2 separate regions of the Triticum aestivum genome follow, and region 2 is linked to region 1. Evidence: chromatin contacts called from public Hi-C data. All regions are on one chromosome and are shown on one strand. Each heading gives the region's core, a stretch centred on a gene start, on an enhancer-like site or on the middle of the called end of the contact. The rest is flanking DNA. Distances are from core to core; before and after follow the strand shown. Region 1 holds the start of LOC123190168 (protein argonaute 2). Region 2 holds the start of LOC123190169.

The links. A called contact is a pair of places that touch in the nucleus more often than the background predicts.
Region 2: a contact with region 1 is called in a Hi-C map of leaf, with 7 times the contacts expected there. The contact joins the promoter of LOC123190169 here to the promoter of LOC123190168 in region 1. A contact is called at or near these places in 2 of 5 Hi-C or Micro-C datasets (both in leaf).

Annotation. Positions count from the first base shown.
Region 1 is chr2A:679,492,149-679,495,009 of IWGSC CS RefSeq v2.1, reverse strand. LOC123190168 (protein argonaute 2) reads left to right here and starts at 1,387. Exons shown (of 3, transcript XM_044602763.1): 1 at 1,387-2,023. The coding sequence starts at 1,495.
Region 2 is chr2A:679,753,968-679,756,828 of IWGSC CS RefSeq v2.1, reverse strand. LOC123190169 reads left to right here and starts at 1,411. Exons shown (of 5, transcript XM_044602764.1): 1 at 1,411-1,871. The coding sequence starts at 1,623.

The DNA.
Region 1 (2,861 bases), core at 138-2,637:
CACGCCGATTTCTGGCGCAGGGGGGGGGGCGCCGATAACAATTGGAAATGATGTCATTTTCAACCAACTTGTATCCTTTTGAACAAACATGAACATATCAAAGTCCAAATATAAATGAATCATATTCAACCAACATTCATTATTTATCATATGTTCAACCAATATAAATGATCAATGTAAATGAATCATATTCAACCAACATAATTCATTCAACAACATTCCACCATCACTCATGCACTTGTTTATTCAATATTTATAAGAAAATTGCATATACACTATTCACCAAAATCCATCATATGACCATTTGTTCAAAAAAATGCATATACATAATTCAATCATATGTAGGCAACTACTTACAATCCCTCCAACATCAATCATATGACCATTTGTTCAAAAATAATTTTAATCTCCAACTACCTTCGTGATGAACTAGGGTTCATATCAAAACTACATATAATTTCCACAACTAGTTATTAGAGTTCATATTCAACCATATACATCATATAGAATCAACCTAAGCAATCCTAGGATAGACACAAAGTAAGAAAATAGGGTTTATTTGCACCAAATAATGCATCGAATCGAAAGCGTTTCGAGTAGAACTAATTGGAGGGATTGAGAGAGCTTACTTTTCCCGTTTCGGAGCCATCTCGATCCGCAAAAATGGTGGCAAAACAAAGAAGATCGGAGGGGGGGAGTGGAGGGGACTAGAGAGAGCTTGTGCTCTCTGTTCTTGCGGCGTCGCGCGGCTGAGGAGAAGAAGATGGGGGCTGGTTGGTGGGCGGGCCCCACGAGCCGGCCTCGCGGGCTTATAAGGTTTCAGCACCTACCGCCAGAGTCTACAGCGGTAGGGTTACATAGCCTACCGCCGTGGGCTCTGGTGGTAGGGGGGGGGGCAGGATACTGTTCCGTCTACTTGAGGCTGACGTGGATGAGTGGGCTACCGCCGCTCTCTCCCTGTGGTGGTAGCCTGCATTTGCCTATCGCCTTGATCATTGGCGGTAGATAAAAGGGTCAAATTCCAAAAGATTTCGAATATGGGTCAGATCTCGCTTATTTTTGACAAAAAGGTCAAAACACGAAATTTGGCCACAAAGCGTAGGCACTGAACTGCAAAAGCGAGATCTAATAAGCGGAAAGAAAAAGAAAAAAGGCAGACGACCGAGACCACGACCCCACGCGTCGCCCGGCAGCTTCGTGGCACGCGCCGGCCTGACTTGCATTGACTGATGTTTCCCGTTATACCCCTGCGCACACCGCCGGCTTTACCCGCTCCAACTCCTTATCCACGAAACCGTCAGGGGGTAGAATTGGAACTGCCCGCCCCGGCTCTCGCGCTCACGAACCCCACGACTCCCCTCCTAGTATAAACCGCTCCAACGGGGAACTGCCATTCCTCTGCTTCGAGCCGAAGCATCAGAGAAAATTTTGATCCAAAACTTTCCTTAGCCATTTGATCTAGAGACTGTCTCGCCGTTAGGGTTTAGCGTGGGGATGGATTACGAGCAAGGCGGCGGCGCTGGCCGCGGCCGCGGGAGATCTCGCGGCGGCGTCGGCGGGCGTGGCGGGGCGCCCGGTGGGTACGGGCCTCAAGGAGGCGGCGGAGGCTACGGAGGAGGCGGTCAAGGCCGGGGCGCTCAGGGAAGCGGTGGAGGATACGGAGGAGGCGGAGGCTACGCGCCCCAAGGGGGCATGGAGGGCCGCGGGGGCGGCTACGCGCCTCGCGGCGGAGGGTACGCTCCTCGCGGGGGCGGCGAGGGCCGCGGACGAGGCTATGGTCCTCAGGGAGGCGGCGAGGGCCGCGGAGGCGACTACGGCGGAGGCGGGCCGGGAGGGCGTGGTCCTGGCGGCGGTGGGCGTGGGTACGGCCCCGGCGGTGGGCGTGGTGGGAACGCGTGGGCGCAGCCTGGGAGAGGGCCCGCCGGAGGACCCGGGGAATACGTTCCGGTGAGGGCGCCGGCGCCAGCGTCTGCGGCGAGGAGGGTTGAGTCCGAGGAGGCGGGGCGCTCATCTGGATCCGTCGGTAAGCACTTCCCCTGTCCTGCTTAACTTAGCATACTCTGTTCCTAAGCAATGTTCAATACCTTGACGGTTTGTCAAGTAATCTAGGGATTTGTGACGGTGAATTGAGTCTATACGGTATGGTTCCACTTGTTTGTGCGATTGATCAAGGCGTTCCTTATCGCCTCTGTGTCGATGGTATAGCAGGGAACTTCTCATCGTTGACTAGAATGATGGGGGTGCGATCTATTTTGTTCGGCCCTTGCAGATTTGTGCACTATTCTTCGTCCTTGAGATGCTAGATTAATTTTCGTACCATCGTAGCATTGTGTGATTATATCGTAATATCATCTTCCTCGAGTTAGCTTAGGTTTCATATAATTTTGAGTTCGGTATGGATTGAACAAATAATTATAGATGAGATCTATCTGTATGATAATCTCCACTAGATCTTGGCTCATACTCCTACCTGTTAGTGATTATATCAAGTTTGTATCTGGAGGAAGCATTTAATTTTAGGATGATTAGATTGTTACTATCGTGTTATGCAAAACAAGCGAGAGGAATTTGTGGCAATGCCTTGTTTAGGCACACACATAAATTACTAATTTTGAATCATTTGCAATTTTTATTCCACTGTTTCCACATGAGAGTTATTTGTTTCAGAGGATACAGAGCACTTGTGAAAAGGGGAAAACTAGGATTTCAGGTAGCCTTATTTTGTTTGCCAGCTTGCAGTTTGAGAAGATTCAGACACTGTTTAATTTTACCCAAATTTCTGAATGATTAGCAATTTTTCCTATGTTGACTTGGGAAAAAATCATATTAGAACATAAGCTGGAAAGAAAAAAATATATTTT
Region 2 (2,861 bases), core at 162-2,661, 260 kb before region 1:
CAGGTATGATATTAGGAAGAGAAAATGTGACTGCGATCTCTGCGGCATATCGAGTTACATTCAATTGTAACAATGCACTGAAAGCAAAAATACATAGTACTCCCTCCGTTCCTAAATATTTGTTTTTCTAGGCAAGACTACTACATACTATGTATGTAGACATATTTTAGAGTGTAAATTCACTCATTTTGCTTCGTATGTAGTCACTTATTGAAATGCATAGAAAAACAAGTATTTAGGAACGTGAGGAAGTATGATGCAAGGTATGGCCTTAGGTCTATCAGCATACAAAGCAACCAGTACTTGTTCAGTCGGATTCTTTGAAGAAGGACCGAAGTTTATTCCTTAAAAGCTCACTGGATATCAAAATAGGATAGCAGATTGCCTGGCTAATTATAGTTATATTAAATCACGTACTGCTGCTTGGCTTCAAATAGGTCCACCTTATATCAAGGAACTCTCTAACCCTATTACCTAAAGAATAAATTCCCGGGAATTCGTTGGTGCTCCCAAGAGCGCGCGCTCCTGCACGCGGAAAAAATATTTCAAATAAAAATTTGGCACGTACAACTCGACATTATATGTGTGCACGTCAAGTTTCGAAGAAGCCGACATTTTTTATGCCTTGTGTAAAAAAGACAAAAGAATGTCTCGTGAAAACATTTTTTAACACTGGATTTTGTCCTTTTCACACGCGGTACATAAGTTGTCGGTTTCTCACAAAACGACTTGTGAGCATGTACAATATCATACGCGCCAAGTTTTTGTTTGAATATTTTAATATTTTAAAATATGTTTAAAACATATTTGAAAAACCAAGAGCGCGCGCTCCAATGTGCCAAAACGCCACTCTCATAAACTCCCTATTTCTCTAAGAAAAAAGAAAAAAAAACTATTTCGAAGTGCATCCTAAGTCCTCGAATTATTTTAAAGATGTCATGCAGGTCTTCAAACTGTGCAAAGTGTCATCTAGGTCTTCCAAAATCATTGAAGTGTATCAAGTGTGTGTATATGTGACACCTTCAAAATAGTTTAAGGACCTATGTGGCATCTTTAGAATAGTTGGGAGACCGAATAACATGCATATTGCATTTTGAAAACCTGAATAATAAATTTCGTGGTGCAAGAACATACGTGACGTTTATGAAATAGTTCAAGAACATATGATACACTTCACTCGCAATCATTTCTCTTTTTTAAAGGTACGCAAGTCGTAGAGGACAAGCACCGACCAGCCAGAAGCGACGGCAAAAGCATAAAAAAAGGGTACACGCCGCCATGTGTCGCCGCGCGTCCTCACACGTGCCCCCCGCCTTTCATTCCCATCGGGCGACGTTGCACAACCCTCTTATCCGTCCAACAACCCGAGCTAGTCAGGCATCACGGGCCTATAAAATACAAGACCAACCAACTACAGGGCAAGCCGATCCGCCGCCATCGTCACTCACAGTCTCACACGCAAAAGGCTAGAAACAAGTACTAGTAGTTTTACTTTAGCCTGTGACCACCTTAATCCTGAGACACACCCATCAGCGTCGTGCTCACGAGGGACCTGCCGCCATTGCTGCAACTTGGAGCTTCTTCATCTTCTCATCGTGATATAAAAGGAGGAGGTTGACACGATGCAGAGCGGCCAGCAGCAAGCGAGGAGGAAGAACGCGCAGGTGCTGGACGGGTCGGACATCCGCGAGCTGGTGGAGAACGAGGGGGCGTTCGCCAAGTTCGTGGAGAACAAGTTCCGGCACCTTGACGCCGACGGCGACGGGAGGCTGTCGCTGAGGGAGCTCCAGCCCGCCGTCGCGGACATCGGCGCCGCCATCGGGCTGCCGGCCAGGGGGTCGTCGGCGCAGGCGGACCACATCTACTCCGAGGTATGTAAAAGTAGAACTCCCCTCCGTATGTTAACGTGTATCATCCTCACCGTTCAAGACTTTGAGTTTCCTAATGGTTTTGTTTTGCAATATATATAAGACCTGTAGCTGGACATAACTTTCCTTGGTGAAAGTGTCCACTCGATGTGTAGCCAACACTGTTATCCGTCGTCCAGTTTCATTCAGTATGTCTAGGAAGTTCTGGATGTGTAGTGACGTGCTATTATACTAGCACATAAAAGCATAAGTAGTATAATGTACAAGTAGTACTCTGCTTTGTGGACACGCTTCATGCCTCTAGAATGATGCAGAAGGGCACGTGGTTTCATATACTCAACTGGGATTCCAAATGGCTGTAAAGAGAATCTGGTCAGCTCTACACGTATGCATATATTCGACACATCTACTATGTCTATACCGCCATATAGCGTGCCAATAACTTTAAATATTAGCCGTTTGATATGCTCCATCCAACCAAACAGCGTGCCAATAACTTTAAATATTAGCCGTTTGATATGCTCCATCCAACCAAACGTTATCATCTGCTCCCTCTGTCTGGAATTACTTGACATGGAAATGGATGTATCTACATGTATTTTAGTTTTAGATAAAGTCAATTTTATCATTTGCGTGACATGTAATTCACGACGTAGTGAGTATTGGATCATGTGGCATTCTAACTGAACCCCAACTCTATCACCTCATGTATTCTGAAGCATCTTTCCATCTACTTATCAGATTCTCTAATTATAAAAGGGGATTGAGAACCATTTAGATTTTGGAGGGGTAAAAACCAAGTTGGATCTTGTTCAATATGATTTTAGGAAATTAAATAATTATCAAACTTTGCTTTGGTACACACGATTAGAAGGTACCCCTTGATTCAAAAAGGATAATATAGTGTTTTGTATTCAAATCAATCAATTCAATACGCTTGATCTATAACTTCAAGATCCGTGCAAACTTTGAAGGGGATGTACCGAAGCAAAA